Regions from separate parts of the Mus musculus genome. Here all the other regions are linked to region 1. A link is a contact called in public ChIA-PET, Hi-C, HiChIP or PLAC-seq and promoter capture Hi-C data. All regions are on one chromosome and are shown on one strand. Each heading gives the region's core, a stretch centred on a gene start, on an enhancer-like site or on the middle of the called end of the contact. The rest is flanking DNA. Distances are from core to core; before and after follow the strand shown.

Region 1 (3,700 bases), core at 336-2,835:
TGGTGTTAAATTTCAAAAACCCCCTCTCCCCTCCTGTCCTGGGATGATCCTTAGAAAAGAGGGGAATAGAAACATCAAAGTTTGGTCGGAAGTTTTCAGTACTGATGCTGGCTTTGGCCAGCATCGCCTGGCCGATGTCAAACCCCACGTCCTCAGTGTAGTCAGGCCAAGTGCCAGAATATAAATTAAAAATTAAATGATTCCTACCATTGTTCCACAAGTGGAGACTCTGCACTTTGGATCTCAAATTGTGCACATACTGAGGTGATAACTGGTCTCTGTCTAAAGTATCCAGACTCAAGACAAAGAGGCACGCCTGGCTGGGGTCCGAGGTGTAGAACCTGGAGCCCTCGATGGCCGCTAGAATGTTTTGGTAACTTTCGGCGATTTTCTCCCCTTTCTGCTGCGGGTACACGTAGACTTTGAAGCCGTTTTTCTTGCAAAGGGTGAAATCGAAGCAGGACTCCATGCGGCACTTCTTGCCTTTGTAGATGCTCGAGTTGGCGTCTCGCTTCTGCCGGGGGGAAATGTGCACGCTGGAATCCTCGTTTTCCAATTGATCCCAAGGAAAGAAAGGGCGCAGAGCGTCCGGGAAGCGGGGCCAGAAATGATCCGGACTGGGCTGGTGCAAGCCATTCCGACCACTGTGCTCTTCTCTCCGGCTGTGGCTCCTCGATGCCCTAAACTGCACGCCTCCAAAATAAAACAAAAGGGCGAGACAAGAGCCAGCTGAGAGCAGGATGAAATAGCGTTTTTTGGCCTGCATGTGTCCTGCCTGGGTCAAGAGGATTGTAAATAAACACAAGAATCACCCAAGTTTCCCAATCAACACTTTCAGCTCCAGTCCGCCATCTTCCCGCCTGTAAAGACTTCAAACTCTCCGCTCCCACCTTCTCTGGATGCCTTTCCCCAAGCCGTGGACTGATCCAGCGCATGTGGGCGATTTCTTTAACTTTCTCCCCTTCGGTCTTTCATCTTTGGGCTGCACAATGCACGGGAGAGAGCCGGGCAGAAGATCTCGCACCCAGGGCGGGCGAACAGCGGACTGTAATTTTCTTGCATGCAACAAGACGGAGGAAAAGAAAGAGAGCAGGGAAGAAAAAGCTCCCGATACCCAATCAATGGCAAGACGAAGTGACTGCCTCTCCGCTCGGATTCCTCTCGGCGGCGTGGAGAACGAGCCCGGGGAAAGCAACTTCAACTCATCCACACTCCGGTGCAGAGCACTACGGTTCCAACAAGTCAATCCGCCCCGGCTTCAGCCGGCTAGTGCATCTTGCAGCTGGGGCGCCGTAACCTCACAAATCCCTGCATGTCTCTTTATTCCCTTCTGCAGCGGCTCCCACACTCCGCCGGTGTTTACTCCTGCGCTCACGGGGCCGGCTCCCCGGGCGCGCGGCGGCCCGGCCGGCGGCACGAGGCGGCGCGGGGCGGCGGCGGCGGCGCGTCCTCCCCGCGGGCAGTGCCGGCCCCGAGCGGTGCTTCGCAGGCCCCGCGCTATCACTGCCGACCGCCGCGTTCGGTCGCCGAATGTTACCCGGTTCTGAATGTTACACTTACACATTCCATTCCCGACACGACAGCGCTGACCTCATCCATCCACGCAGCCCGCGCTGCCATTGGCCGGGCGTCACGTCCGGGTGGGGCGGGGCTTCCGCTGCGCCCATTCATAACCCCCGGCGGCCGGCAGAGGCGCCGGCGCGGCGCGGCGCGGCGCGGGCGCGGGGACCCAGGAGCGCACGGGCGGCGGGCGGAGCGCTAGCCGGCCGGGCGTCGCCCACCGCCGGCCTTCTGCACGCCGGGCCGGGAATGCAACCCGGACCAGACGGGCCCCAGAGGCGCGGGAGGAAGTGTGGGGACGTGGCCAGCAGCCCGCTGCTCGGGATGCCCCGGGTCTCCACGAGCCGGGAACGCCTCCCCGCCGGGAGGCTGAGAGGACCGGTTCCTGGAGAAGGATGCCTTGAAAATGGAGAAGCGAGGGGAAGGGGGGTGGGGACTTCATGGAAAGCGAGCGCAGGTCGGGATGTCTCTCCCCCCACACTTGGACCCGCTGAGGACCAATTTTTTGGTGGGTCTTGTTTTTAACGTTTAAGTGGTCTTTCTAATTCCCCTATGTAATCCACCTATTTTTCTGTCTTCCTCGCCGAGACACCCTAATCCTCAACAATAAGGAGGAATTGTCACAGTCCGATGGATCTGTGGCTGAGTGTGAGAAGACACCTCCTAAAGCCATCTGATCTGCGTGCCCTCTCTTCCATTCCCGAATCCCTCCCACCTGTTCTATTCACTGATATTGGGCCGGGAGGGATCTAATGGCTGAAAAGAAAGCCATTTCATTTTGCCCCCATCGGTGTTGTTATTCTTCCTGAGGTGGTATTTTTAAGATGTCACCTGGCCCTAGCTGTAGAAGGGAACCTTTGAAGCAAAAAAAAAAAAAAAAAAAAAAATGTATTTACAATAAATGTGCCACGGTTCCTTCAATTGACCTTCCTTCTGTCGACTCCCCTGCCCCAAGCCCCTGTCATTCTGAGTGAACTTAATTGGATGATTCTGAAAGGAACCTCCAGGACCTCCAAGCTGTGCTAGACTCCCAAGCATTACCTGGCCTCACAGCCTGAATTCTGGCTTAGAACACTTACCCACCCTAGCCTCAGAGCCTGGCCAAGCTGGACAAGCAGTTGCCTAGGGCAGCAAGCTGTTTAGTGATTGTTTATTGTGGGAGTGAGTGAGCTGGGAGCAGACACATCCCTACCTCCCTCGGGCTACTGAAAACCCCAGCCGGTTGTGTACCCATGGTATGGTTATAATAAGGCAGAGTGGAAAGTTTTCAACCTTTGTTGTTTCAGATTTGTTTGAATAAAGAAGGGAAGAGATATTGGGTGGGATATTTTGGTACATTCTGAAACCTCTGCCCATTTTGAACCTGCCAAAGATGAAGTAGGTTTTCATGATTTACTTTGTCCCCACCACAGGATTTAGAGAGGCCTGAAACAAGAGTAAGGGTTCAGTCATTTTCCGAGCAGGATGAAAACGGTTCAGGTAAAGGTAGAGATTAGAGCCACAAGTGACCCCAGGTCTCAGGGGGATTGCAATGAACAGTCTTCAAGACAGAGCTCTTTGTGTTGAGATCTGGCTGTCAAACAACCTGCACCCTGTAGAAGATAGGACTCTTCTTATCCTGCATTGGCAAAGTCTCTTGCTTTTCTTGTCTAACTGTGGTTCCCTCAGCTCACAGCACATCTTTGCATTCAGTTCATTAGTGGTTGATGTTGTAGGAGAAAAATGGTACTGAAAGTGAGGGGAAACACGTTCAGCCCGTGTTTCTGCAATTGAACCTTAGGAATAATGATCTCGGCTTACTCTCAGCTTCTCATTGATGAAGTGATGTTTTAGAGTAATGTTTTTTGTTTTTGTTTTTTTAATCAGCCAGTCTCAGTTTGTAATGTAATCCATTAACACTCCTACCCTATTTTTTCACTAGATCTACTCACCTATTATATCTTTATTTAATATTTATTTAATGTGTAGCGATGTTTTGCCTGGATATATGTACGTGCACCACCTATAAGCCTGATACTCATGGAAGTCAGAGCAGGATGTCAGATCTGGAACTGGAGTTGTGAATGGGTGGGGACCATCCTGCTGGGGTTGGAAATTGAACTCTGGACTTCTTCAAAAGCAACAAGTGCTCTTAGCTGCT
Region 2 (3,488 bases), core at 653-3,152, 200 kb after region 1:
CGAGGATGCTAAGGGATTATTACATCAGTTGAAGATAACTACTGGGTAAGTTAAGGTCATAGAAGTTTCAAGCTTAAAACACATTGAGCAAGGATAAGCTTTTGTTTGATAAGAAGGCCTGGTGATTCAGGGTTGGAATTCAGGAATTCAGACTGGAGGGATGAAAGAAAGGACTAAAACTATTTTTTTAAAGTCATCTAAGTGGATCAGCTTTTGTGTAAGTCATTTCACTGAACTTTAAGGAGAAGTTCTGTGATGAGATAACTGATCAAGGTAGCTGCTTAGGCAATTGTCTTGAGAGATGTTTATCTCTCACTGAGAGTTTATCTGTCACTCAGAGTAAAGGAGACCAGCTGGTCTTTGGATGAATCTTGAGAGATCAAATGATGGATGTTTTCAAACAGGTTGTTAGTGTATAGCCTTGAAGGAATGGAGTAGGCTTGTCCAAATCAGCAAACATTCAGGGCTCCTACTCTTTGCAACCAGCCGTGATAGGCAATGTAGACAACCCAGATGCATGACTGAGAAAACCTGCTCTCGTTAATTTGTTCTACAGAAACAGCATCATAAAAATGAATCATAAAATGCATCATAAAAAAGGTAGGGGCAGCTGACTTTCAAAATTTACAAAAAAGGAGAAAAAACAAAACAACAACAACAAAAAACAAGGACTAGATCCATGATCCCCAACAGTTTTGTGCCCAACATTGTGGTAGCATTTTACACGAGCTATTTAGTTTCCTCAACAACCAACAATCCACTTAGTGCTTATGGAATTACAGGATGATGCTTCACTTAATAAACTTTCCCCATTGTACAGAACACGTATTCTATTTCTTGGATTACATTTGAGGAAGTGATTTGCAAATCATTAAGTCAGCCTCTTTTTAAGGGCATTACATGGCATAAAGCTATGGTCCCCTTGGAAGTAGCAGGGTAGTTATAGAAAAATGCAAAGGAAAATAAAATAAGAAAAGTTAGCTACTAGTGACACAAGCAAAAACGCAAATAGTTAAGTGATGACTCATGGCATGTAACACTGGAAGTTTTCTGGAAATGATGCTTTCTAAGGGGAGACAGAAAAGTACACAAGAATGAATACATGTTCTGTCTGCATTCCTAATGATGATGCTGTTTGGTACATTATGAGAGATCATAAAATTACTATAAGAAATAGCTTAAATAATAAATGCCTGAGCATCTATTACTAGCTTAGCAAACTGAAAATTCAACAGGAGCATGGCCCCTCACGATGCTACTCCTAAATGGAAATAAGATTTGGAACAGTGTTAGTTTTTGACAGTTACATATGTACTTCAAAAAATAGGAACACACTTTCATTGATAAACTTTAGTACATTTCAATAAAATTGAATGATAAAATGCATATGTGTTTTGTGGTTGGCTTTTGGCTTATGCCTTTGGTCATGTGATACAGTCATTTTTTTTTTTTTTTGTCTAGTTGCATTGGAAGATATTTTATAAAGACATCACAGTTGATGTACAAATAAAAAAAGTTAATTGGGTAATTTCCAATTTTCTACTATTAAAATAAAAGCTACCACAAATGTTCTTATGCCTATGTTCTGGTATGCAAATTATTCTCTAGCTCATATTTCTCTAGGCTGAAACCTCTATAAGTTGGATGAGTCGATGTGGGGAAATCCTGATTCTATTTCTAATTTTAAAGAGATTTTTAATCATTCTTCATCAAGTATGACTTCATCTTTCACCTTTCTTTGTATCAAGTTTATTCTGTTGCTATGATAAAACATCTAGCCAAAACCAACAAGGAGACAGAAGGGTTTGTTTGAGTTACATTTCCAAATCACAGTCCATCACTATGGGAGGCCATGGCACAAAATCAAGTATTTCAGTTAGAGTTACTACTGTTGTGATGAAACAACTTGACCGATGCAACTTGGGGAGGAAAAGGTTTAGTTGGCTTAAGTTTCCACACTGCTCATCACTGAAGAAAGTCTGGACAAGAACTCAACCAAGGCATGAAACAGGAGGAAGAAACTAACGCTGAGGTCATGGAGCAGTGCTGCTTCCTGACTCGCTCCTCTTTTGGAACCCAGGATCAACAGCAGTTTAGGCATAGCACCACTGATAATGGGCTGGGCCTTCTCCTTTCAGTTAGTAACTAACAAAATGCCCTATATGCTTCCCTATGGGTAGATCTTAGGGAAGCATTTTCTCAACCGAGGTTCCCTCCTCTCAGATGAGTATAGGTAGTATCAAGTTGACAAAAAACCTATCCAACCCATTGAGGCAGGAAGCTGGAGGCTAGAACCATGGAAATGTTGCTTACTGGTTGGCTCTCTGGCCCATGTTCTGTTAGCTTTCTTATACAGCCCAGCTCCCTTGCCTAGGGATGGTGCCGCCCACATTAGGCTGGTTCCTCCTTCATCCATAATCAATCAAGACAAGCTCTCACAGACATGCCTGCAGGTCAATCTGACGGAAGAAATACTTCAGTTGAAGTTCTCTCTTCTTAAGTGACTCATCTAACCAGGACACCAGATTGCTATATTAAGAGAATTCCATTCCATTCCATTATTAAGAATTAACTTTTTCGAGACAGGGTTAAGAAGTCTTAAAATAAGGAATATTTGTAGAATTTTACTGAATGAGTGTTTGGTATCTATGGAGATGATATGTTTTTCCTTTTATGACGTTGTACAGTGACTTGTATTAGTTTCTTAATTCTGAACTTACTTTGTCTCCAGGGTTCACTCTAAATCTACAATGTCTAATTTTAAAATTTTCTTTTGGTGATGGTATATGTTTTTCATTAAAAACATTTCTTTCTTCATGTGTGCATCTGCACATATTTGTGTGGCTGTAGGCTCCCCTGGCCCAGGATGTGGTCCTATTCGTGAGAGCTGGAGTCACGAGCATGTCTGATACTTGGCTTGCTATATAGGTGCTGGGCACACACAGCAGCCCCCACAGCTGCACAGCAAGCCCTATGTGGTGAGTTATCTCTCCAGCATCAATTTGATTTTATTATACTATGTCAAATTTTGGACCCAAGATTGATACTGCTTTTATAGAATTAATTTGGGAATATCCTTTTGTCTTTTCTTGTCTAAGAGAACTGATATATTTTTGACATGAATAACTGGAAGAACTTTCATATACAACCATTCAGTTTAGTACTTTCCAGTGGGGAATAGTTTATCAACAGTTTTCTTTCTTCAATTCTTATGGGCTCATTTGGGTTTCCTTGATTTTCTTAAATTAGTTTTGATGATCTGTATATGGTTGTGTATTGTTTGTTCATCTAAAATTTCAAATTATTTGCATGGAGTAGTTTAAACAACTGCTTTTAAAATCTGATAACTTCTCATTCATATATAACTATAGACACTTTTATATCTTTTGTGTTATTTGTAAATTTCATCTCTTTTTGACATTTAGCCAATATGTTATTGTAACTGATCAACTTTTTGCCTTTTCTACTTTTGTGTACTTTTTAAATAA
Region 3 (3,269 bases), core at 276-2,775, 130 kb after region 1:
TTCAATCCCAGTCTCTGTTGCAACTCCCTTCTACAACATCAGCCAGCTGGCCGGGAACATCCTGGGGATTGCTTCCTAGTTTATCTCCTGGCTTCTCTACCCGGGCTTCTGTAACCCAGCTTACAACTTGCTTCCTGCTTGCCAACTGTCTGAGCAAACTCAGGTTTTCTTTTTTTCCCTGCTTGCGGTTTTTTTCTGTCATTCACTCCTCTATTCTTCTCCGCCTGTTTGCACTATTTCACTTTACTTAATGTCAAGAGTTCCCTGTTGGCCAATCCAACATGGCCTTTTACAGAAAAGCACCCTTACCTAAGATTTCTCTTCTTTAGAGAAGGAATGATTAAAAAAACTTTTTTTTTCTCCAGTGCCTGAAGCTTTTTCAAGAGAAAGAGAGAAGCACCCTTCTATGGGAGTCTCCAAGGCTGCTTAGTGATTCGCCTTTCAATGTGTAGTCTCAACAGGGCCTAGAAGAGCCTCTCCAGGGAACAGTGCTATGCAAGCTAAAAGCAAACAAACAGAGGTGACAGCCAATGATGAACATCAGCGCACACTCTTAAAGCCGAGGGTAACCATAGCGAGTGCTTCTTAACTTTCAATCTGTGATGAACCACAGGCTGTCATATTGCTGATCATGGAATTCTACAAGCTCTCTAGGATGATACCAGTGTCACGAAGACATGGACCACTCAGTGTTACTAATACATGGACCACACTCTAGCAAGGTCTGAGGGCTCCCAACCTCCTACCGTAGCACTCACTGGCAGCTTGAGCTTTGTGTGTGTGTGTGTGTGTGTGTGTGTGTGTGTGTGTGTGTGTGTGTGTATGTGTGTGTATGTGTGTGTGTGTGTGTGTGTGCATGTGTATGTGTGTGTGCGTGTGCGTGACTGAAGTGTTCTAACTGTTGGAATACAGTAGCCATTAGCTGTATGTGTTCACTGAGCACAGTGAAGTGTGAAGAGTACATTGTGTATGTGTGTGTGTATGTGTGTGTGTTAGTGATGGTGGTGGTGTGTATAGTATACCTGATCGTATGAGTGTATGCAGATGCATATATCCCTGCACTTGTGTGGAGGTTACATGAGGATGTCTGGTATCCTACTCTATTACTTTCCATTTTATTTCTTTAAGCCAGCAAGTCTCTGACTGAACCTAGCTCACTGGCTAGACTGTCTGTCTGTCCAGGTAGCCTCAGAGATCTGCCTGGCTCCACATTCTGTAGCATTAGTGGTTAGAGGTAGGTCAGTGCCCTGCCTGGCTTTTTATGGTGATACTTGGGATTTGAACTCAGGTTCTCACATTTGAAGCAAGTGCTCTTAACGCTCCATGCCGTCTGTCTCTCCAGCCTATGGAAACTTCTAGCTTTAATTTTTACTTCATTTATACTTGCAGGTCCACATGTAAATAAAAGTACTTGCTACTGCAGTGTAGAGGAGAAAATGAAGACAGAGATTGAGCAAGCTGGCTTCAGAAACGAAAGTGATGCAGCAAGGGGAGCACCCTCTGCTGTCACTCACATAGTAGCTTTCTTCTTGTGACACCCGCCTCCTTCCTGTTCTCTTCAGTGTGGCCTGAAGCTTCCCCTCTGCACGTTCCCAGAATCCCTATATATACAAAATGGTAATTAAGGACAACTTTATAAACATGCTGAAGTGTAGAAGATTTACTCAAACCCCTTGGACTCAGCAAAACCAAACAAGAAACCTTAGGGGAAATAGAACCTTTGTTATGAGCTGTTCCAGCTTGGAGTCTCTCTGTCAGGATTCTGAAGCCAGGATCCAAAGTTACAGTGCAGTGGCCTTTGATTTGGGACCTGGACACAATGGGCAGATGTAAGTAGCGAAGGCAGACCAGAATGGGGAAAATAAAAAGGCACTCCGCTCAAACTGAGCCCAAGCTTCCCTCTCCCCCCATGACAACTCAGTGTGGGTGAGGAAAGGGCTGGGCTTGGTTTGTCTAAACTGGAATCAGCAGGTTATAGTCTGTGTTACAGTTAATGAGATTTGGAGATCTTCCCTGGACTATAGTGAGTATTAATTTCCATTGAGGAAAAAGTTATGAGGCTTCGATGTCTTAATGATAACAGATCATTTCTCTGTGTGGGCAGAGCTACAAAGTGTGTTGCTATGAAACTGGGTGGATTGGGCACTTTCTTTTGTGTACACTGTTTCCCCTCAAAGAATCCACTTGGCATGAAGTACAAACCTACTTGGGGACTTTTGTGATTAATTGCTTGAACTGGCTGGTGGCCATCGGCAGGATCTTGCAATTTACCAGTTTCCACGCAGAATTATGAAGCTGAAGCTTTAATGGGATTTCAGGTAATAGAGCCCAGATGTCCAAAAGTATGACTTTTGAAATTTCACTGATTTGCGAGGCTGCAGGGTTTAAACCTTATTTATTTCTCGCTTAGATGTCTCCTTGCCATCTTTACATAATCTTGGACCAGTCAAATGCAAAGGCCTTCACCTTGACGTTCTACATCCAGAGAAGCTACTCCCATGCACACACCTGCAGCCAGCAGTTCAGAGATTCAAGCTCCCTGACTTGTGGTCCAGGCAATTGGGACCAGCTTTCTGCTAAGGATAGGCAGCGAGCGGCCCTTGTCCCATCTTACCATGCAGTGTTTAACTTCCAATGTGTTTTCACACATTTAATTGCATTTCAGCCTGTCAGGGCCCAAAGGAAATGAGGTGGTGGTGGGGAACTACTATTATCATCTCTGTTTGGATGAGGGAATCAGGGAACACAGATGAGAAGGGATAATAGCAGCTCACATTTGTGGCACACTGTCATGCGAAAATGGGGTTCACATGGGTCCTTTGAAGCCTCCCCATAGCTTGGTGGTTGATATGATAATCTGCTCTATTTCAAAATGGGAGAACTCTTGCCCAGAGAAGCTGGGGTGCATTAGTACTACCTGATGGAGCCTGTATGGAGTGGGCAGTGGTATTCTGGAGATGGGTACGTACTGCATTTCTTCCACAGGAATGTGGTCACCATTGCAGACGACCTGGTGTATTTGTGTGTGTATTTCTGTGTGGGTGTGAGTGTGTGTGTACATGAGTGTAAATCCTACAAAAGCCCCAGAAGGGCATTGGAGTCCTTAGAGCTGGTGTGACAAGTGGTTGTGATCCAGCTCGTGTTGGTGCTGAACACTGAACTGGAAGACGAGTGTGGGCTTAGTGGCTGACCCACCTTTGTGGCTCCAGGATAGCACTCTTTGGTCCAAGATGGGGTCTTACTCTATACTATAGCTCTGACTGGCCTGG
Region 4 (3,583 bases), core at 789-3,288, 150 kb after region 1:
CTCTGGTATGCTAGTATTCTGTATCCATCTTTCAATACAGCCTGGTACTAGTTAAGCCAAGAACATGGGTACAATGCCCCTGATCTACTCTGTCAAGTCCTCTACCTTTGACCAGTAGCCTTGGGAATATGTGGCAAAAGAGTAGTCTGGCATTCTCAGAGTAATCGTTCTTCCCATCTTCTAATAAAAATGGCATTTCTCGTATTGGAAGAATGAAGAAATAGCATGAGGACTTAAAGGTGTGCCTTCTTGTGGTGTGCTCAAGTGACCATGTTCTCTTGACAGTCAAGGAATCACTCGTTTCAATAAGAGAAACCCAACCTGTTCACTCCCACATCTTCTGGCTTCTCAGGTTGATACTATCTATTTCAGATGGCATCCAAATTCTATCAGATCCCATTAACCTCAGGCCTGATTGCCAGATAGACCTCCTGACCCAGGCTTCTTCCCACACCTTCTCAGGTTCCTTGGGGGGCACATTGAGTACCTGGAGCTAAAGACATCACAAAAATGCGACATTTTATAACCTCTAAGGTTCAGTAAGAGATGGTGGGTTAGAACTCAAAGGGTTCTTGACTCAGAAGGTTGATTTGAAAAGTCTGTGATTTGAGTAGCCAGAGTTGTCCTGCCTGGATATGCAGGTAGACTTGTTGGAGATAGCTTTCTGTAAAGGAATATCTCTCGTTCTCAAAATGAGCCTCAATTCAGGATGCCATGAGGGAGGGAGAAAAGCTGAGTTTCTGAGATCAATATGGCTATATCTTTTACCTGTCTCAAGTTCTTTGATGTGATATAAAAGCAATAATGTGCCCGGGAATGAACTCATAAACAGTTATTCGTTTTATAGCATAATAAAAGTGCGGCAAGATTGAGTTGGGAGTTAGGCAAAGAATTGGGCTGCGATAAGAAGATCTGGTTTTTCTTGCCAATTTGCTCATGTGTCATCTTTTATAAATCATCACGTGGCTCTTGACCCCAGATTTTCCATAAGTGCTACATACACAGGACAGCAGCATGCTAAACTGCTAACAGTGACAATAGAAGTGTACAGGGAAGGGTTCCTATGTGCCAGCCTCGTGTTCTTTTTTTTTTTTTTTTCAGGCAGGCTCTCAACAATGTGGTCCAGGCTGTGATCTTCTGGGCCTTAATCTCTTAAGTGCTGGGATCACAGGCCTGCACTACCATGTCCAGCCAGGCTCTGCTTTGAACTTTGGATATGTTATTGAACAAAAAAGGAGCAAAAGAACTTTTAGGTCTAGAGAGCTCTCATTCTGTGAGATGATACAATCTTAAATAAGAAAATTTTAATGTATGTAGTAAATAGGTCCTTTTGAATGGAGCTGTGTTAAGAAAAGATACATAAAGAGCTAAGGTAAACTCAGGGTATGATTAATGGTTGGGATGTGTTGGTGGCAGGCTATGGAGAAACTGTGTTTCACTCCGTCACAATAGCTTCTCTTCTTCACCCAGGAACCAACACTCAGATTACACAGTGATGGTAATGATTTAAGAAAGGAAGAGGGCACAGGAAGTGCAGGGAACTTTCAAAGGGGCTACTATTATCTTCATTTTCTAACTCCAAGTATCAAGACAAAAAGAAAAAAAAAGAGAGAAACAACGTTAAGAATGTCTAATAATGGGTGGTGTGAGGACAAAGCATAATATTCCACCATCACAAAGAAAACTGGGGCTAGGATGCTAGTCACATGGTTTGTTTAAAGATATTGCTAGTTATAAGCATAGCGGCAATGCTTGATGTAACAGCAGTATCTCTCAGGATTACTGCAGACAGACATTTTGCTATCTAAAATTTTAGTTTCAGGATTAAAAAGAAAAGAGAAGAGAAGAAACTAAACAAACCCAAAACAGATGGAATTTATAAAAATTTGAAGCCAAGCCTTTTAATTTTATAGCACTTAAGGAAACTTCAGAGGGTAGCTCCCTGGATAATGAGGCAAGCAAGCCGCTCTGAGTATCAACACTTAAAGGTCTGACTTTTCTATTTCATGTCAGAAACAGGCTTGTGGCAGAGGTGTGAGTTTCAGTGCACCACTGGCAAAACTGCTGAGCTCTGTGGGAAACGCTCGGGTTCTTTGATGTTGTTGATTGTTGAGCAAACAGCCTTTCTGGCACTAAAACCATCTTGGGTTTCTATCTGTTTCCATCAATCTTTAGTCAATGGCATTATCATTGCTCACCTACTACAGCTATTTCTCAACTGAGAATTCAACAGAGGGCAGAGGGTGGGAGACAATACTTAGTGAAATGACCAAAATATAGTGATGCATTCCTGCTGCTTGCCTTATGCTTATGTAGGTCATAAGACCACTCATAAAAGATGTTTTATTATTAGAAAATAGTAAAAGTAGTTTGGGCTCGTCTTTTTCCTTTATTAAATGCTACACATCCTGAATCCAAATAACGTAACCTTCTGTCCCTTTCTTCTTTTCTTGTCCCTCCTTTCTTCCTTTTATCCCTTTCTTCTTTCAGCAAATGTTGAGTGTGCACGTGTAAGGTGCTTTACTAGACGGACACAATTATAAAAACAAAAAACAAAACAAAACAAAACAAAACAAAACAAAACAAAACAAAACAAAACAAAACAAAAGACCTCACAGTTCCCTGGAGAACATCCTTCCCCTGAATATGAGGATTGGTTTTCTGGTACCTCAAGAAAGTCACTGTGTGTTAAGTTTATAGAGAATGAGTTCCGATGCTATTGGACAAGCCTTGCTGTTAGTACTTCTGGAGGCTGCTGGTGCGAGGAAAGGTTCCAGGAGCGATCTGCAAGGGAGTGGGCTTTGTGCCATACTGGGGGCATCGAGATCATTAAGTTCACTAACTGCTTGCAGGGGAATAGGGTTAATGGGCCAGAACCTTTCTAGAGCTCAGTGTTTAGGAGTTCAACCAAGTCTCTAAAACAGCATGTTAAGTGATTTGAGGCAGTTTATTTCAATTCAGCAAAACTTTATGAAGAGCCTCCTGAAGAGCAGCTGGGCCTAGGTGCGTAAGATAAGGTTAGAGCACTCCCTGTGTTCCAGGAGCCTACAGCCCAGGGACAGAAACAGACACAGGCATAGGCCAAGTGCAGTGGTGGATCTTGAGCTCTCTAAAATAAAGGTACTGTATGAGTTCTTGGAATGGGATGAAGTCCTCAGAAGGGCAACAACTTATGAAAGAAATGAAATGGCTCAAAGCAAAGGGAGTCTGCGGAATGGCCTCAACTGTTTCTTCAGATGCTCCCAATCTGCTCTCTAGATTCATAGCTGGCCTCCCCCTCAACTTTCTATATGACAGATTCATGTATATGAAGGTGGGAGACTACAGGGCTATATACACTGACCACTTATTGTGTCAGGGGCTGTCTTAACATGTTGGTCCATGATAACTATTTTATATTTATCACCCTATTTAATTCTTAAGCCATTTCTATATAAGTCACTATTGTCTCTATTCAATTTCCTGAGGAAGTTGAGGAATGAGGAGCCAGCCAATTTTCTAGTAAGAATTGTAGCAGTAACTCACAAAATCATCATAATAAAGCCTGTTTATTGAGAGACTTTGTTATTATTGCTACTTTGAT
Region 5 (3,371 bases), core at 86-2,585, 150 kb before region 1:
TGCATGGCTTTTAAATTGGAAACACTCCGACCATGGCTGAAATGCTTACTAAGGAAGAATGCACACATTAAAAAGAACAGGCAGTTTTTATGACTGGCACCACTTCTATTTGTAAGCTTATTCTCTAAATTCAAAGTGCAAAAATTACCATTGACTCTTTATACCAACAATGAACATCACCATAACCTTGTCATAACTTTCTGGAAACCAATGTGGGCCGAGTTGCTATCAAAGAGACGATCTCATTCATTATCCTCACATAACAGGGAAACTGAGTCTGACCGAGGCTGAGAACTAAGCAAGTTGCAAGGCCAGGCACTGGTATCAGAACTCTTACCCCTGTGTTCTGCATTTCCTCCATCAGATTATCACACCACACAGTCTGGCTCCTCAATCTTGGCATTCCAAAGGAGACCCCAGTAACTTCCCCAGCTCATTCTGCTTACATGGACTTCATGTGCTCTCTGGATAACCATATGGCAGAAGAGCTCAAGTTTAATGAGTCAGAAGGGCTGTCCGTCTGTCCGTCCATCTGCCCTTCCTTCGCCTCCTCCTTCCTACCTATCTACCTACCTACACAACTCTGGATGTCCTGGAAGTTATTACACAATGTAGACCAGTAAGAAGTCCAGAGTGGCCTTGAACTCATAAACATCTGCCTGTCTCTGCCTCCCAAGTGCTGGAAGCAAAAACCTGAGCCACCACTTACCCAGCTAAGCGGGTTCTTCCTATTACTAATCAAAAAGTTCTGTATCTAACTTATATGCTGGACTACAAATCTACATATGCAGAATATTTGAAAGTTGTCAATGTGCAAAATTTCTACATTAACAATGAGGAAATAACCTACAAAAATATGTTGGGGTCTAGAAAGTATCTTTTAAATCTAGACGCACCAGTGAAATAGCTGACTGTATGACTCGGTTCCCCATTTGGCATTAAAATCCAAGTGATGATTTCTCGTTTTCTTCCCTTTTCTTTTTATTTTATGCTACTGTTCTAGGAGATGCTATACAAGGCAGGAAAATACTTAGGCATGGTAAAGTCCCGCTTGATACCTTGAGATGCTTAATCCCATTTCCCTTTGTGCCTGTTCCGGAAGCCTGTGGCAGAAAAGGAAGGCACAGGCAGGCCTGGGCCTGCAGAGACTCAACCTGCAGATGAGCAATCTACAGGAGTCAGCATGTAGCTTAAAGACAGCGAGAAAGCCACAAAAGAGTCAGCAACAAATAGAGCCAACTCTTGGCATTGAAATCAGGAGCTGGCTGGAGGACTGTTTTAGCAAAGGACAGACATTGCCTCAGGAGTGGGAGGGCCACCACCTTCTTAATTATTAACTTCTCCTGTGCAGTCTTCAGCATCAATGCTGACTGCCACCTGGCACCGTGCTGCGGGATTTCCCACCATCCTCTTTGGGGGAAATAAAAACTTATATTGGAGAGTGAAACAGAACTGACTCCTGGCTCTGAAAGCCCGTACTTCCTTGTTCCCCGCTTGCTTCATCAGCATTTCATAGAGGAAAAACATGGATGACTTTCAGGCTGGTCAAAGTCACTGATGGGGTGGCTTTCTGAGATGGGTCTGAGCCACCTTAGCTAGGAATCATTACAAAATTCCTCAGGAGCCTGAGACCCAGACCTGTTTTGTCTTGTTAAATGGGGCCATAGCGTGCTATCAGTTCTACCTAAGACTGAAGAAAAGGAAAGGAGCAGTCGTGACAGAAATGTAGAATCTATATCCGTGAAGAAGCCAGGACCATGGGGATGGATGCTTGCACCCCAGTTACAATGGAAGGGTAGCCTCTAGTTCCAATCACGGCCTAAAGTCTGCTCAGGGCTTATACACTTGACCTTCATCCAGAGTCACCTTGCTTTTAAAAAAAAATTAATCTCTGTTGATATAATATTTATATGAAAAAACATAAACTACATCCTATAAATTTTAGGAATCAACTAGATCACTTCTATTTAAGATGAATCGTTCAATCTCTTAAGAGCTAGGACAGCAAATCTGCACTGGAAAAATACCAGTCGTCACTAAGTTTTGGAGCTTTCTCAAAGCTAATGGTCCTTTCACCCCAAACAGTTCCACAACACTTAAGACAGTCTTAATACTGAGAATGACCTTATGGTGATCCACGTGAGAGCCAAAAGTCACCCAACTTGTGTCTCAATCATTAGCTTGATTCTCATTTCTGCCTACTCTAGGGAAAACATTCAAACCAAATGATAAACATACAGGGTAGTGATGGCTTTCCGTCCTCAGGGGCTCAAAGTCTAATGGGGTATACAAGATAAGCAACCCCATGGCAGACTATAAGTAATTGTACCTGAGAAATTAGCTTCACGTAGTACTTGAAAGGTAGAGATTATCTTAGCTTCCCCTTGGAGATCGGCCAGAGGCCCTATGACCCAGCTCCCAGGCCTTCTTTCCATCAGCAAAAGCAAAATCCAGGGCTCCATTCCTGCCCCCAATCATAGTTGAGTGAATATCCAGCACCCTTCCCCTGTAACCAGTCTTCCAGGTTTTACAATGTGGAGAGGTATGCAATTTATTTATAACTAAATTTCTTCCAAAAGAGATTTAAAGTAGCTTACTTAAGCACTCATAGATCCAGGGCAATTTTTAAGAGAAACCTAAATATGTATATGGCTAGAGAAGGATAGACTGGCTTAGGAAAAGGTTGAACATGCCAGAAAGCACTGTCTTTTTATTGCATTTCTTTATGTATCTTTTTATTGTGGGATGTGTATATATGTATGTATGTGTACGGTGTGGATGTGGATATGGTATGTTCTTGTGTGTGGTATGAACGTGTGTTTGTGATATAAATTTATGTGCTCACCAAAGCACATTGCACTTGTGAAGATAAAGGGGCAATTGGTGGGCACTGGTTCTCTCCTTCCACCATGTGAGTCTCAGAGATCAAATCCAGGTCCCCAGGCTTACAGACATTTGCCTTTATCCTCAGAGCATCTTACCAGCCCAGAAGACTCCATATCTGAATAAAGACTTTATTATTATGCCATCCTCAGTGAAGTAGGAGAAAACACAATTAAGTCTGAATGTTCTTGTCTTATAAGGAAAGAGCAATAGCCATTTGGGGAAGGGTATCTCTGGTTACATCTACATGACAAAGAACAAAGTCAACCAATGTCCTTGTTGTTACTCAAATAGCAGCCTTAAAGTGCTACACTTAGGAGAATGGATGCTTTAAAGCATAAGGAACATTCTGGAGCCTTCCCTCACAAAAACTTTACAACATACAAACTTTGCACAGATGATAAAGTGCATAGAGCCAAAGGGGACCCATGCTATGGAAGTTTGTGAAGTTTGGGTCCACACAGGAAATCCTTACTCTATATTGGCCA
Region 6 (3,246 bases), core at 634-3,133, 240 kb before region 1:
CCTTGCTGCAGAAAGCTTTCACAACAACAACAACAACAAAAATCTGAGCATAAAAACCTTGAGTATACACCATTTTGTCAATGGAAGTGCCTCAGATACATCTCATCATGGTTCCCCCCAATGTCATGAGCCAGTGGGGAACAGGATGGGGTCCATCTGTCTAGGTAGAGCTTTGTGGACTTAACTGTTGTAACATCTAGCTCTCCTTTTTCTATAAGCATCTAACTCAAAACCTTGTTCCCTCCAGTGTGTAGTGCAAACTGCAGTTGTACTAGTTTCCCGTCTGCACTAGGATGTCAACAGGCTGAAGACGAAATGTAGTCGCCAAGGAAGTCTTTATTCAACCCAGAGAGCAATTTGCTCCCTATGGCACCCATGAAGCTTCCAGAATGCTAGTGAGTAGTGAAGGTACGCTTTTCAGAGCGCACAAAGCACCGGAAGTGCTCTGCCAGAGACAGGAGCTCTTCAGCCTGAGGAAAGGGTAGGACTTACGGTTCAAATGACAGGATGAAGGCGCTATGAAACACCCCTCAAATACACAGATTCAGACAAATTGTAAATTATTGCAGGAAGGAAAGAAGAAAGGAAGGAAGGAAAGAAGGAAGGAAGGTAGGTAGGTAGGTAGAGGGCATATTTCTCTTGCCATTCAAGAAGACAGGCTGCAAACCAAAAAATCCCAAAGCTGGGTGTGCTCCTGACATTGGCTGACAGGAAAAAAGGAGAGACCCCCATCTCCAAACTCAAGAGCCAATGTTAGCAATGGGATCTGCCCATCTGCCCTCTGTCTGCAAACATGTTCCTGATGAATCCAGTCTTCCCGGTGGTGAGACCGCTTACTAACTGCTCTCATGTCCAAAATCAGGGAGTCAATCTTGCTCCCAATTCTGGCTCTTCAAAACCATTTCAGATTTTCTTGGGAAGTGTTTTTAGTTCCTTAGCAAAAGCTGGGCTTATTTTTTTTTTTTTTTTTTTTGACTCTAGACAAGTATGAAAAGCTTGAAACCAGTTTGGCTCCAATCTTCAACCTGCTGCGGTAAATTTTCATAGTCTCTTACCTGCAAAGCCTCCAGGAATCTGAAGGACCCAAGCCTGCGACCACGAGGAACCAGACAGAAAGTGGCATTGTGCAGCATTTCCCGATAATCATATCTAGAACAATAAGAGGTCTGATCAGCAAGTGCAAATCCAGGAGGAAAAACGGATGATGGAGGTTCAGAGCAGAGCATCAATTTACCTTAACAATTTACCCCAAATAACTAAGCCTTGAGGAAGGGCTACTCTCACCTTCCCATTTAGTGGGGCAAGAGCTTGTTGCATGGGAAAGACAAACAGGAACAATCATGCTGTATGAAGCAATAAGGATCTCTTTTGCAAACAGTTTACAAAGGGACAGGTCTAGCCGGGTGTGGTGGCGCACGCCTTTAATCCCAGCACTCGGGAGGCAGAGGCAGGCGGATTTCTGAGTTCGAGGCCAGCCTGGTCTACAAAGTGAGCTCCAGGACAGCCAGGGCTATACAGAGAAACCCTGTCCCGAAAAACCAAAAAAAAAAAAAAAAAAAAACCCCAAAACAAGACAAAACAAAAAAACCCAAAACAAAACAAAAACAAAGGGACAGGTCTAATGGTTCTCATAACCATTTGTCTTGCCTAGTCTCTGCTTCCTAAATCAGGTGGGGGAGGGGTGCACAGAAAGTCTCATTACACACCCTTGGCTGGCCTAGAACTTGGTATGCAGAGCAGGATGGACTCAAACTTACAGAGATCCACTCACTTCTGCCTCTGTTGATCTGTAGCTGGTTGCAGGCATGCATGCACTAGCCAGATTCCCTCCTCCCCCCCGCTTGACGAAACAGTTTGCTGCCATAGACTAAGAAGCATTCCTGATACATCTGCTTCTCCCTTAATGCCACACCACTCAGCAACACGAAATGTTCTTCTTGTTCTCTGTTCCCCACACCATGCTATTAAAAGATACTTCGGAAACCTCCACCTTAAGCGCAAGCCAACATTTGTTTTCTCTTCGAACTGGAGTTTCTACATTTAACCAAGAACATTTAGTGATTCCAGAAAAATAGTGCTGTGTATAAGTATGGCTGCTTTGACTTTTGGGGAAAGACTCGGGGCTGGGGGCCAGGAGGAATAGGGCATGGGAGGCCAAGGATGGGGAGCAGAAGAAAGCCTTTGTGAAGAATGAGGCAGAGGCAGAACAAAGAAAAAAATTACCAGGGGGAACTGCAAACTGGGATAGAGCATGGTGATTATTCTTTTTACTCAAATGCCATTTAATGGTATTACACTGTTTTGGGGGGAGGGGGGACTCCAGAAAAATTATAACATGACTATCACCTGTCTCTTATTGTCAGTGAGACTCAGGACCAAAAAAAGCATTTAATTATTTGAGGCTCCCCCTGTAAAAGTTATTAATACCAAATACATTCCTAAGCACGCACTTTCGACTTAACTAAGAGTCTAAGAGAACTCGGGAAGCTAGAGATGCCTCATGTCCTGTAAAGGCTCTGAGTTGCACAGCCAAGATGAAATCGCTCTCATTTCTCAAGCACTTCCAATGTAGCGCAGACAGGTGTGACTCTGACAGTAGCATATGTCACCGGCATTTTCTAACTCTAATAGTCTAATTTAACCATAGCCTGGAGGCACTGGATTCTTCCCTCTACTTTTTTTGGGATATTGATACATACATTCATATTTTTAAAGTCCACATCTATTTTTATATTCTCATATAAACTAGGCATATGGGAGTAAGCCAATTTTCAATTATAAACCCGTCATTAAGAAGAGACATCATGCAAAGGACCATTTGCTTAAACAAGCATGTACAACTAATTTGCACAAGAAAAGGTCACTGTGAATAGATTAAGATTATCTCCATTGAGAGCAAAATAAAAAGCCCTTGCTGCATTAATTAAGCTGCAAAATAGACTTCAAAGTGGAAAGGATTTTTAAGAAGGATCAAATTCAGCTAAATAAAAATATTAAATTACGACTGTAATGACTTCTCTCGCTTTCTCTCTCTCTCTCTCTTTTTTACCAAACACAGAAAAATAATTGACAAATATGTTCAAGTTCAAATGTTGATAATGTCTGAATTTTACCTAATAGGTAGAAAAGAGGGGGGAATATACCGACACAAATTGATGAGCGAAAGTTAAACTGATTTTTTTTTTAATATAGAAAGGTCGAATATACTTCAGACTCCTGCAAGGTTTAAGATACTGAGAATAGAAA
Region 7 (3,379 bases), core at 372-2,871, 220 kb after region 1:
CTTAACTGGAACACTGGCTTAAGTTTATAATTCAGTTTAATTGTATACAGGCCCCAACACCATCAACTCCTTAAATCTTTTCTTATGGGTGACAGAGTCCCACTGTGTTCTAGAGGTGTTGACAAATAAAGGGACATCACTTTACGTATATGCTCTTCTCCCCTGGTCCCCAATTAGGCCAGCATTTCTCAACTTTGCTAATGCTGCAACACCTCCCCCCCCCCTTTTAAATGTTTTGATTTCTTCTTATTTTTTCTTTTTTTTATTGGATATTTTCTTCATTTACATTTCAAATGCTATCCCAAAAGTCCCCTATAACCTTCCCCCGGCCCTGCTCCCCTACCCACTCACTCCCACTTCTTGGCCCTGGCTTTCCCCTGTACTGGGGCATATAAAGTTTGCTAGACCAAGGGTCTTCTCTTCCCAATGATGGCCAACTAGGCCATCTTCTGCTACATATGCAGCTAGAGACACGAGCTCTGGGGGGTACTGGTTAGTTCATATTGTTGTTCCACCTATAGGGTTGCAGACCCCTTCAGCTCTTGGGTACATTCTCTAGCTCCTATATTGGGGGCCCTGCGTTCCATCCTATAGATGACTGTGATGCTGCAACCCCTTAATACAATTCCTCACATTTTGGTGATTCACCCCAACCCTAAAATTAATTTTGTTGCTACTTAATAACTGTAGTGTTGCTGCTATAATAATGAGTAATGTAAACATTTGATATGAAGAATAACTGATATGGGATGTTCTGAGAGTTGGGGTGTACTCCCTGAGAACTCCTGTGTTAGGCTAGCACACCACACTGCCCACTCTTCATCACTTCTTCCTTTTTTTCAATCCTCTTTCTTTTAAAAATTAATTCATTTATTGATATTATTTATTGGTGTTTTGCCTGCATGTATATCTGCAGGAGGATGTCAGATCCCCTGGAACTGGAAGTTACAGGCAGTTTTAAGCTGCCATGTGGGTGCTGAGAATTGAATCGAGGGCCTCTGGAAGAGCACCTATGTTCTTCACCACTCTACAGGCCCTGTTCAGTACTGTTACAGTGCTATTCTTTGGCTGTCCAGAAGAAGAGAGTGCCATCCTGGTCTATAGGCAAGTCAGGTCTAATGAATGTGTGTGAGAAAAATAGCAGAAGTGCTTGGATCAGCTCCTAAATAGCCTAGGATACTCAGGTTTTCCCATCCTGTTTATACCCACCGTTTAGTGAATAGGTTTTTTTTTTTTCTTTTAGGGAGAAAAACAGGAAGTGGAAAAAGAAAGACATGCAAAGTCACTTATTAATCACAGTCTCCAGGGAATGGAATAGAGAATTCCCCTTCTGGCTTAGTTATTCGTTGGTATCTTTAATGAAACTAAATCATGAGAGTTTCCAGCTGCTAGCAGATGTTTCAGAGGTCTGGTTTCTGAGTGTCTCCTGTGAGGAAATATTTACTAACACCCTTGAGCTTCTCTATGGCCATCCATCGCAATTTACTCCCCAGGAAAAAAAAATCTTTTTTTTTTTTTTTAAATTTAGCATTGGAGAAAGATGCTTGGAGGACCCAGATCTGTGCAAACTGTCCTGTGTTTTTCTCTCTTGAAAAGACAAAGGCAAAGCTCTGGGGCTGGTATCGGGTCCACAGTGAGTCACTGACACGTGGCTGACAACTTGTTAGGCACTTAGCAATTGGACACAAGCAAGCTCCTGCTTTACCTGGCAAAAGAAAGTATCTGAGTGCCTTCTCATCGGAGTGCTGAAAATGGATTTATACACTGGGTGGAAAAAAAAGGCTACAGGATGATACTATAGACTTCCGTGGCTTAGGATAAATGACAGCATGCCAGAAGCAAGGGCTTTGGACAAATCTAGCAAAACATATTTTGGAATCCTTGGATCAAAATCTGCTGTGTTTAGGTGTGGAGATATAGGTCAGGAGCAGAGTGACTGCTTAGTATGTACAAGGCCCTGGGTTTGATCCTGGATAACACACACACACACACACACACACACACACACACACACACACACACACACACACATTGAGAAAGAGAGAGACAGAGAGACAGAACAAAACCCATGTTCACCCTCACGGTAGCTCCCAGGGCACCATACCTCCTCAGCCAGACTAAGTTTCGTCTTCACTCTGTTAACAAAAAAAAAAAAAAAAAAAACCCAAACAACAACAACAACAACAACAACAACAACAACAACAACAAAAACCAAGCAAATCCAAAACAAAACACATCAAAAACCCAAACTCCACAAACTTTGCAAATGATCTCCTGATTTCCTTTATTCATGATGTGCGGGAAGCTTAGCCACACATTCATCAGTAGCCCCAAGACCTCACAGGGACCAAAAGCAGAATCTGTATGAATGTTCTCAAGTACTGAACAGATTTTCCTTGAGTTGCTTCATTATACATCCGAGGTGCTGACGTTTACAGCAGGGAGATATCTTAGACAGGCCAACTGACGAGTAAGTACGAGGGCTGTGGGTTTTTTACACAGTCAGCTTGGGTGATTTGAGTTAACTCTAAGAAATGTTATCTTAGGGCCCCCAATGGAGGAGCTAGAGAAAGTACCCAAGGAGCTAAAGGGATCTGCAACCCTATAGGTGTAACAACAATATGAACTAACCAGTACCCCGGAGCTCTTGATTCTAGCTGCATATGTATCAGAAGATGGCCTAGTTGGCCATCAGTGGAAAGAGAGGCCCTTTGGTCTTGCAAACTTTATATGCCTCAGTACAGGGGAACGCCAGGGCCAAGAAGTGGGAGTGGGTGGGTAGGGGAGTGGGAGTGGGAGGGTCTGGGGGACTTTTGATATAGCATTTCAAATGTAAATGAAGAAAATACCTAATTAAAAATAATTATTCAAAAAAAAAGAAATGTTATCTTGATGTTTACCTTCTGGTGGGTCAGAAAACGTCTGCTTCTCACGCCAATCACAGCAAAGCATTGGCAATAATCAATACTTATGATCAAAGGTTAATGTGTAAAATTGAAAACAAAAAGCAGGAAAACCATCTTATATTTAGTTTTAAGAACTTTCCTTGTTACCTATTCTCAGGAAAATTACAACCTTATTTAGGATTGTACTGGCTAGTAGGGGTTTTTGTTTTGTTTTGTTTTTGTTTTTTTTAATCTTTTACATTTTTTATTTTTTATAACTGGTGAAAATTGGAGCCAGTTGTATGCTGCTCAAGGGAGCTGAAGCTATGAACTGCCAAATATTCTCAACATACCGTCAGTTCATGGGTCTCAATGTGATGTCCTCTCCCCAGGGCTAAAAGCCTGTTCTTCCAACCTCATTATCCTGCACATGCGTGCTATTGGAAAATTCAGGTTCTTGTGGCTGGATTAAAAACTGAAGAGAAGAAAGGGGC

What was found. Promoter capture Hi-C pulls out the DNA fragments that hold promoters and counts their contacts. HiChIP or PLAC-seq counts read pairs in DNA pulled down with a chosen protein or histone mark. A called contact is a pair of places that touch in the nucleus more often than the background predicts. ChIA-PET counts read pairs in DNA pulled down with a chosen protein or histone mark.
Region 2: a contact with region 1 is called in a Hi-C map of adipose-derived mesenchymal stem cells, with 5 times the contacts expected there. The contact joins the enhancer-like site here to the promoter of Ext1 in region 1. A contact is called at or near these places in 4 of 39 promoter capture datasets (the 3T3-L1 cell line, 3T3-L1-derived adipocytes, the C10 cell line and 1 more), 2 of 15 datasets of contacts at CTCF or cohesin (the NIH/3T3 cell line and large pre-B cells), 12 of 484 Hi-C or Micro-C datasets (the AML12 cell line, adipose-derived mesenchymal stem cells, bone marrow-derived dendritic cells and 5 more), 6 of 115 datasets of contacts at active chromatin or transcription factors (bone marrow-derived macrophages, embryonic fibroblasts, embryonic limb bud and 2 more) and 1 of 9 other capture datasets (macrophages).
Region 3: an H3K27ac HiChIP or PLAC-seq map of bone marrow-derived dendritic cells shows a contact between it and region 1, with 2.5 times the contacts expected there. The contact joins the enhancer-like site here to the promoter of Ext1 in region 1. A contact is called at or near these places in 4 of 39 promoter capture datasets (the 3T3-L1 cell line, 3T3-L1-derived adipocytes, macrophages and 1 more), 6 of 484 Hi-C or Micro-C datasets (B cells, the C2C12 cell line, beige adipocytes and 3 more), 1 of 115 datasets of contacts at active chromatin or transcription factors (bone marrow-derived dendritic cells) and 1 of 9 other capture datasets (adipose tissue).
Region 4: a contact with region 1 is called in an RNA polymerase II ChIA-PET map of memory CD8 T cells, with 7 read pairs. The contact joins the enhancer-like site here to the promoter of Ext1 in region 1. A contact is called at or near these places in 3 of 39 promoter capture datasets (3T3-L1-derived adipocytes, macrophages and pre-B cells), 2 of 484 Hi-C or Micro-C datasets (the C2C12 cell line and cortical neurons) and 3 of 115 datasets of contacts at active chromatin or transcription factors (embryonic stem cells, large pre-B cells and memory CD8 T cells).
Region 5: a contact with region 1 is called in a promoter capture Hi-C map of liver, with 5 times the contacts expected there. The contact joins the enhancer-like site here to the promoter of Ext1 in region 1. A contact is called at or near these places in 16 of 39 promoter capture datasets (the C10 cell line, the HPC-7 cell line, embryonic stem cells and 10 more), 6 of 15 datasets of contacts at CTCF or cohesin (CD8 T cells, the G1E-ER4 cell line, the NIH/3T3 cell line and 3 more), 51 of 484 Hi-C or Micro-C datasets (the C10 cell line, CD4 T cells, CD8 T cells and 20 more), 35 of 115 datasets of contacts at active chromatin or transcription factors (the SCID.adh cell line, bone marrow-derived macrophages, craniofacial prominence and 23 more) and 6 of 9 other capture datasets (adipose tissue, embryonic stem cells, embryonic tail and 3 more).
Region 6: a promoter capture Hi-C map of hippocampal neurons shows a contact between it and region 1, with 7 times the contacts expected there. The contact joins the enhancer-like site here to the promoter of Ext1 in region 1. A contact is called at or near these places in 17 of 39 promoter capture datasets (the 3T3-L1 cell line, 3T3-L1-derived adipocytes, the C10 cell line and 10 more), 3 of 15 datasets of contacts at CTCF or cohesin (the NIH/3T3 cell line and large pre-B cells), 28 of 484 Hi-C or Micro-C datasets (the AML12 cell line, the C2C12 cell line, CD4 T cells and 16 more), 39 of 115 datasets of contacts at active chromatin or transcription factors (the 3134 cell line, the NIH/3T3 cell line, the SCID.adh cell line and 32 more) and 3 of 9 other capture datasets (adipose tissue, liver and pancreatic islet).
Region 7: a contact with region 1 is called in an SMC1A HiChIP or PLAC-seq map of the NIH/3T3 cell line, with 4 times the contacts expected there. The contact joins the enhancer-like site here to the promoter of Ext1 in region 1. A contact is called at or near these places in 5 of 39 promoter capture datasets (the 3T3-L1 cell line, the C10 cell line and macrophages), 2 of 15 datasets of contacts at CTCF or cohesin (the NIH/3T3 cell line and large pre-B cells), 2 of 484 Hi-C or Micro-C datasets (the AML12 cell line and conventional dendritic cells), 5 of 115 datasets of contacts at active chromatin or transcription factors (bone marrow-derived macrophages, embryonic limb bud, embryonic stem cells and 1 more) and 1 of 9 other capture datasets (macrophages).

Annotation. Positions count from the first base shown.
Region 1 is chr15:53,344,598-53,348,297 of GRCm38.p6, forward strand. It overlaps Ext1 (exostosin glycosyltransferase 1), which reads right to left and starts at 1,586. Exons shown (of 11, transcript NM_010162.2): 1 at 1-1,586. The coding sequence starts at 766.
Region 2 is chr15:53,541,214-53,544,701 of GRCm38.p6, forward strand. The region is part of intron 4 of Samd12 (sterile alpha motif domain containing 12); the gene reads right to left. Among named protein-coding and RNA genes, the nearest start is that of Gm23200, 70 kb to the right of the region's middle. Within about 2 kb of position 1,903, at least 22 of the 459 cell types and tissues checked have an H3K27ac peak or open chromatin away from gene starts, as enhancers often do. A contact at or near this core is called in the NIH/3T3 cell line, adipose-derived mesenchymal stem cells and embryonic fibroblasts, where this site is marked.
Region 3 is chr15:53,472,811-53,476,079 of GRCm38.p6, forward strand. The region is part of intron 4 of Samd12 (sterile alpha motif domain containing 12); the gene reads right to left. Among named protein-coding and RNA genes, the nearest start is that of Ext1, 130 kb to the left of the region's middle. Within about 2 kb of position 1,526, at least 24 of the 459 cell types and tissues checked have an H3K27ac peak or open chromatin away from gene starts, as enhancers often do. A contact at or near this core is called in adipose tissue, bone marrow-derived dendritic cells and macrophages, where this site is marked.
Region 4 is chr15:53,490,198-53,493,780 of GRCm38.p6, forward strand. All of the region lies in intron 4 of Samd12 (sterile alpha motif domain containing 12), which reads right to left. Among named protein-coding and RNA genes, the nearest start is that of Gm23200, 120 kb to the right of the region's middle. Within about 2 kb of position 2,039, at least 13 of the 459 cell types and tissues checked have an H3K27ac peak or open chromatin away from gene starts, as enhancers often do. A contact at or near this core is called in memory CD8 T cells, where this site is marked.
Region 5 is chr15:53,195,081-53,198,451 of GRCm38.p6, forward strand. All of the region lies in intron 1 of Ext1 (exostosin glycosyltransferase 1), which reads right to left. Among named protein-coding and RNA genes, the nearest start is that of Ext1, 150 kb to the right of the region's middle. Within about 2 kb of position 1,336, at least 32 of the 459 cell types and tissues checked have an H3K27ac peak or open chromatin away from gene starts, as enhancers often do. A contact at or near this core is called in embryonic stem cells, hepatocytes, intestinal crypt epithelium and 4 more, where this site is marked.
Region 6 is chr15:53,106,423-53,109,668 of GRCm38.p6, forward strand. It overlaps Ext1 (exostosin glycosyltransferase 1), which reads right to left. Exons shown (of 11, transcript NM_010162.2): 2 at 1,056-1,149. Among named protein-coding and RNA genes, the nearest start is that of Gm41323, 170 kb to the left of the region's middle. Within about 2 kb of position 1,884, at least 16 of the 459 cell types and tissues checked have an H3K27ac peak or open chromatin away from gene starts, as enhancers often do. A contact at or near this core is called in cerebral cortex, cortical neurons, forebrain and 1 more, where this site is marked.
Region 7 is chr15:53,561,865-53,565,243 of GRCm38.p6, forward strand. The region is part of intron 4 of Samd12 (sterile alpha motif domain containing 12); the gene reads right to left. Among named protein-coding and RNA genes, the nearest start is that of Gm23200, 50 kb to the right of the region's middle. Within about 2 kb of position 1,622, at least 32 of the 459 cell types and tissues checked have an H3K27ac peak or open chromatin away from gene starts, as enhancers often do. A contact at or near this core is called in the NIH/3T3 cell line, where this site is marked.